Linked DNA regions of Sus scrofa: region 1 is linked to region 2. The links are chromatin contacts, called in public HiChIP or PLAC-seq maps. All regions are on one chromosome and are shown on one strand. Each heading gives the region's core, a stretch centred on a gene start, on an enhancer-like site or on the middle of the called end of the contact. The rest is flanking DNA. Distances are from core to core; before and after follow the strand shown. Region 1 holds the start of SRGN (serglycin). Region 2 holds the start of KIF1BP (KIF1-binding protein).

Region 1 (2,700 bases), core at 137-2,636, 110 kb after region 2:
TAGTATCCATGAGGATGCAGGTTCCATCCCTGGCCTTGCTGAGTGGGTTAAGGATGCACCACTGCTGCAAGCTGCAGCATGGGTTGCTGTGACTGTGGTGTAGGCCAGAGGCTGCAGCTCTGATTCAGCTCCTAGCCTGGGAACTTTAATATGCCGCAGGTTCAGCCTTAAAAAGAAAATAAATAAATAAATAAATAAAGGATAGCATTAAAAGCGACCAAAGTTGAGGGAGTTATTTCCAGCTGAAACCAGTATTCCATAGTGGGGAACCCACGGGATTTGTGAGTTTGCGGATTGTTTACTGCACTCAGAAGAGTCCCTGGACACACTTCCAACTGGTTTTGAGGAAGGTCAAAATGTGCATTCTTGGAAACCTTTGTGGACTTGCACCACGGCGACTCAGCAATTAATTTCTGAGGCGCGTTCTTAGCAGGAAATGGTAAAGGAACCAGCAGGAAGCAGAGAACAAGAGAAAGGAAACTCCTCCCTCTTGTCAAAGGACAGGCAAGAGTGAGGATGAAAATGGAAAGTGGACATTGTAGGGTTAGATGTGCTGCAATGGAGAGGGTGGAAGTAAGGAAAAAGTGTGTGCCCCAAGGGCAAGGGAGTGTGATAATCTGTTGTGTTTATTATGTGGCTTAAATATGGAGCCTGTGCTTTGTGACCCTCGGTCTTCAGCACACGATCCCCAGGAGATGGGGAAACGCTATTCCTTTATTTACAGAGGGCAGTGGTTTGTATGTTTTCTGAAGTCTGCAGCCCACTGACAGGAAAACCTCCCCCTGTTTCTGACTTCTAGCTTATTAAAGGCCAGAGGATGCCAAAGTCAAGTTGAAAAGTTTTACCAGGAGGAAAAAAAAAAACAAAGTATAAATGGAATCAAATCATAAGAAATACTTGGTGTGAAGGAGCAGAGGACTGCACAATCATTTTTCTGTTTTATCCAGTTCTTTGCAACTGAAAATCTTCACTAGATTTTGAATTAGAGGGAGAGCTGATGATCTAATGGGAGAAGCTGAGTCCTCTAAGAAGAAACTGGTTATCTGAGATCCAACAACACTTTCTTGTAGATTAGAACCCAGCTTTGAAGTTTCACTTTTTGAGCATGGCTCAGTGACTTCTGCTATTGCCAACAAAAAAGAAAATCAAGAACATATTATGCAGAATGGCCTCAGTGGTGAAAAAGCAGCATCTAGCCTCCTTACTTCATCAATTGGGCAGAGGCCCCTTAATGTCAGCAATCTCTTGTTTAGATGGTTACCTGAAGAAAGAAAAAACAAACTGTCCTTTATGATGATTCTGTTTAGCAGGGGGAAAAAAAATTGTAACCGGCCAGTGGCAAACAACAAAACTTTTGAAAAAGAAGACCTGGGGAGAGTCCAGGGCAGTTTCATAATGGGTATGAATAGTTATTTTGCTGCCCTTTTTTTTTTTTTTTTTTGGTCTAAATCTTTCTGGGGTTTGATGTGGATCTCTATTTGTTCAGGAAACTGTGACGTGTGTTCTGGGCAGGGTTTGAGGTTTTGGAACCTTTTCTAAAAGGGACAGAGAGCACCCGGCTACATTTCCCTTTTGTAAGGTTGGTGTGCAGGCGGTGGAGCCAAAGTGAGCCTGTCACAATGCAGGTGCTCTTCCGGTGCAGTGGGCTTGTCCTGGCTCTAGCCATCATCCTGATTTTGGATTCTTCAGTTCAAGGTAAGACCCAGGTATCTTGTCCCTTTGTAATTTTCCTTATAAGGCCCAGGGTCCACACAAATGATTATATTAATTTTAAGGTACAGAATGTATTCTATTTGGAAAAGTGGTGCCTCCCTCAAAAAAGAAAGAAAGAAAAAGAAAGAAAGAAAAAATGATTTAGGGTCGCTGACTGAGTTTTGTTAAGTTTGCTACCAAAAAAAAAAAAAAAAAATTTAAACTGAGGCAGGTGCAGCCTTATAAGTTCTTATAATGATTGAAATGTACAGTTTTATTTTGGATGAAATGTATGGTTTATAAATTTTAAAAAACTTTTTTTAAAAGATCAAGAGGGAGTTCCCTGGTCATCGAATGGTCAGGATTTGGCGCTTTCACCACTTCGGCCCGGGTTCAACCCCTGGTCTGGGAACTGAGATCCTATATCAAGCCGCTACATGCCATGGCCAAAAATAAATAAATAAATAAAGCTCAAGAAAGGAATATAGAAAATTGGAGTTCCATTGTGGCTCAGCGATTAACGAACCCAACTAGCATCCATGAGGACGTGGGTTCAATCCCTAGCCTTGCTCAGTGGGATAAGGATCTGGCATTGCCGTGAGCTGTGGTGTAGGTCCCAGACACAGCTTGGATCTGATGTTGCTGTGACTCTGGTGTAGGCTGATGGCTACAGCTCCGATTGGACCCCTAGCCTATGAACATCCATATGCCGCAGGTGTGGTCCTAAAGAGACAAAAAGACCAAAATAAATAAATAAATAAAATAATGTTATCTGAAAGAATATGCAAAACTAGTCAGAAATTTTTTTTAAAAAAAGGAATATAGAAAATTACCTACCCCTAGGTGTCCACATAAATCCCAAATTTTAACATAATACAAAATTTTTGTAATCACCCTGACACTGGGAGATGCTATTTTTGAAATCAGAGTAAATTTTTGTATTTTTTCTTCTTTTTTTAAACTTTGTTCTTAGTGACAATTCAATTATGGTTAGACATTGTTAATGCA
Region 2 (2,700 bases), core at 100-2,599:
TTTCCATATGCGGCCTTAAAAAGAAAAAAAAAAGTAACTCAGAAGATAATGGTCTAAACTACTGGGAGATGAAAAGTAGACCAATGTAAGAGCTCTTCAGGAGGTGGACTAGAGGTGGATAATATTTGGTTTTAACATTTAAGGGTAAAAGAAGAAAAGAGTGAGTGCAGGAAGCCATCAGCTTGGTGGATAGTAATGTCTTCACTGAGATGTAGAACATAAGAGCAAATGTGGTGTAGGAGGGAATGGGCATGTGAAGAAGAAGCTGATGAGTTCCAATTTGAACGTACTGATATACAGGAGTCAGTGGAACATTCAGGAGTAGTTGTTCCAGTTGGGTGATGAATATTACAGTCTGGAGCTCCAGAGAGCCATCTGGCCTGTAGACTGAGCACTGACATTTAAAGGATAGATATTTAGTTTTCACTTATTCCTTAGAATAATTCTGTACAGATAAGTAATATTATCACTTATGTTTTACTCGAGAAATCTGAAGCTTAGAAAATTACAAATTAGTCAATTTGAAGCAAATCTGAGACTCAGACTTGGTGTCTGTGAGCTTCCAAAATCAGTGCTCATTTATGTATCTCAAAGCACTTTATATACTTAACTCTTAATAGTAAAACCTCCAGCCTGCCCCCCCCCTCGCCAACCCCCCTGGTATTTAGTATTTTTTTTTTTTTTTTTTTTTTGGTGGCTCTCGAATGTGGAAATTCCGGCCAGGGATAGAAACTTGTTCATAGCAGCGACATAAGCCGCTGCAGTGACAACATTGGATCCTTAATTTGCTGGGCCGCAAGAGACCTCCCCCTCCCCCTATTATTTTACTTGATAATTTACGAGTTATGCAATGGAAAAAGCCTTGCTTGAGATGTTTTGTCACAGCTCTGGGACTTAACTCTTGTATTACTTTGGGAATTTGTACATGTCCCTACAACCTGTGTCTTCGGGGATGAAGTGAAAATATTTTTTGATCACTGAGTGCTTTTTACACTTATAGAACACAGATCCTTGTTACATTTATATCCAGGGACGGGCTGTGTTACATACTAACGTCAAAAGTTTTCTGCCTTTCAGCTTATAACAATTAACGATAGTAATTATCTAGGTATGTTTGTAAACGGTATTTGTGTTCTGTTAAAGTCAACCGATATTTTTATTAACTTTTATTAACTTCACAGGGTCAAGCAAGAGATGAACTCACCACCGTAGAGGGCGGGGCTGGAGGTGAGACTACTGTCTTTGACAGCTTCGTTTCCAAGACAACAGTTGCTACAGTGACTACCACGCCTTCCCATTGGTCACTGCCAAGCATATTGCGGTTCCTGTCGGACGTCATTGGGTACCGTTTTGCAGTGCGCAGGCCCGTCAGGGGCCGTAAGTGAAGTGTCGCAAAGCTGAAAGAAGGCGGGAGTCCCGATTGCAAACATTGAGGAGACCGAGGCTATAGAGGCCGCTATGGCGGATGCTCCGTGGGTCGAGCTTCGTGAGAAATTCCAGGCCGCACTGGCCCTGTCGCGGGTGGAACTGCATAAAAACCCAGAGAAGGAACCGTACAAGTCCAAATACCACGCTCGGGCGCTGCTGGAAGAGGTTAAGGCCCTTCTGGGCCCCGCGCCTGAGGACGAGGATGACCGGCCTCAGGCCGAGGACAGCTTGGGAACGGGGGACCACACCCTGGGACTGCCGGCTGAATTGGTGGAAGCCGAGGGCCCCATTGCCCTGGGGGCAGTGAGGCGGGCAGTTATTGAGTTTCATCTCGGGGTGAATCACATCGACACGGAGGAGCTGTCGGCGGGGGAGGAGCATCTGGTGAAATGCCTGAGACTACTGCGCAAGTACCGAATGTCGCAAGACTGCGTCTCCCTCTACATCCAAGCTCAGGTGAGAGCGTTCCCCGTCCGCTGCTGTCGTCCGTAGGCGACTTGGTTTAGAGGGGTCCCAGCTCGTGCCAAGACCAAAGGCAAACGTAATAAGACACGATTTGTCTCCGCGTTTTCGAAGCTTCGCGATAAGTGGCTTCCGAACTCCTTCTCCACGCCCATCACCCACTCCACCAGCTTCACTTGCTGCTTCACGTAGTCGTGGTCCCCGCATTGGTTCCCCAGATTCTCCTACATCGTAAATGCTCTTTCCAACTTTTCCCCACCAGTCCGAATCCTGTTCTATTATGAAAAATTCCCAAGTAATTTATGTCTTAATTTAAGGTTTTACGGAAATTGTAAAGAATAACCAGAGTACCTTCTTTTTTTTTTTTTTCCATGTCTTGGGCCGCTCCCGCGGCATATGGAGTTTCCCAGGCTAGGGGTCTAATCGGAGCTGTAGCTGCCAGCCTACGCCAGAGCCACAGCAACGGGAGATCCAAGCCGCGTCTGCAGCCTACACCATAGCTCACGGCAACGCCGGTTCCTTAACCCACTGAGCAAGGCCAAGGATTGAACCCGCAACCTCATGGTTCCTCGTCGGATTTGTTAACCACTGCGCCACAACGGGAGCTCCCAGAGTACCTTCTTAATTTAAAACAAAATATCTAAAATCTTCAGTTTCTGTTCTTTTCAGTCACTTATTTGCTTCCCAGGGAATGCCTGCCCATTCTTCAGAACCCATCTCAAGACTCACCTCATGTTTTTCGTAACGTTTTTTGGATTATTTTGTTCCAAAATGATCTCTTTCTCCTACCTTTGAATTCTTACGATACTT

The links. HiChIP or PLAC-seq counts read pairs in DNA pulled down with a chosen protein or histone mark.
Region 1: an H3K27ac HiChIP or PLAC-seq map of alveolar macrophages shows a contact between it and region 2. The contact joins the promoter of SRGN here to the promoter of KIF1BP in region 2. A contact is called at or near these places in 4 of 5 promoter capture datasets (fetal liver, liver and skeletal muscle), 31 of 47 Hi-C or Micro-C datasets (adipose tissue, alveolar macrophages, blood and 14 more) and 2 of 2 datasets of contacts at active chromatin or transcription factors (alveolar macrophages and skeletal muscle).

What each region holds. Positions count from the first base shown.
Region 1 is chr14:72,181,982-72,184,681 of Sscrofa11.1, forward strand. SRGN (serglycin) reads left to right here and starts at 1,387. Exons shown (of 3, transcript XM_013990411.2): 1 at 1,387-1,695. The coding sequence starts at 1,620.
Region 2 is chr14:72,070,530-72,073,229 of Sscrofa11.1, forward strand. It overlaps KIF1BP (KIF1-binding protein), which reads left to right and starts at 1,350. Exons shown (of 7, transcript XM_001928810.7): 1 at 1,350-1,884. The coding sequence starts at 1,459.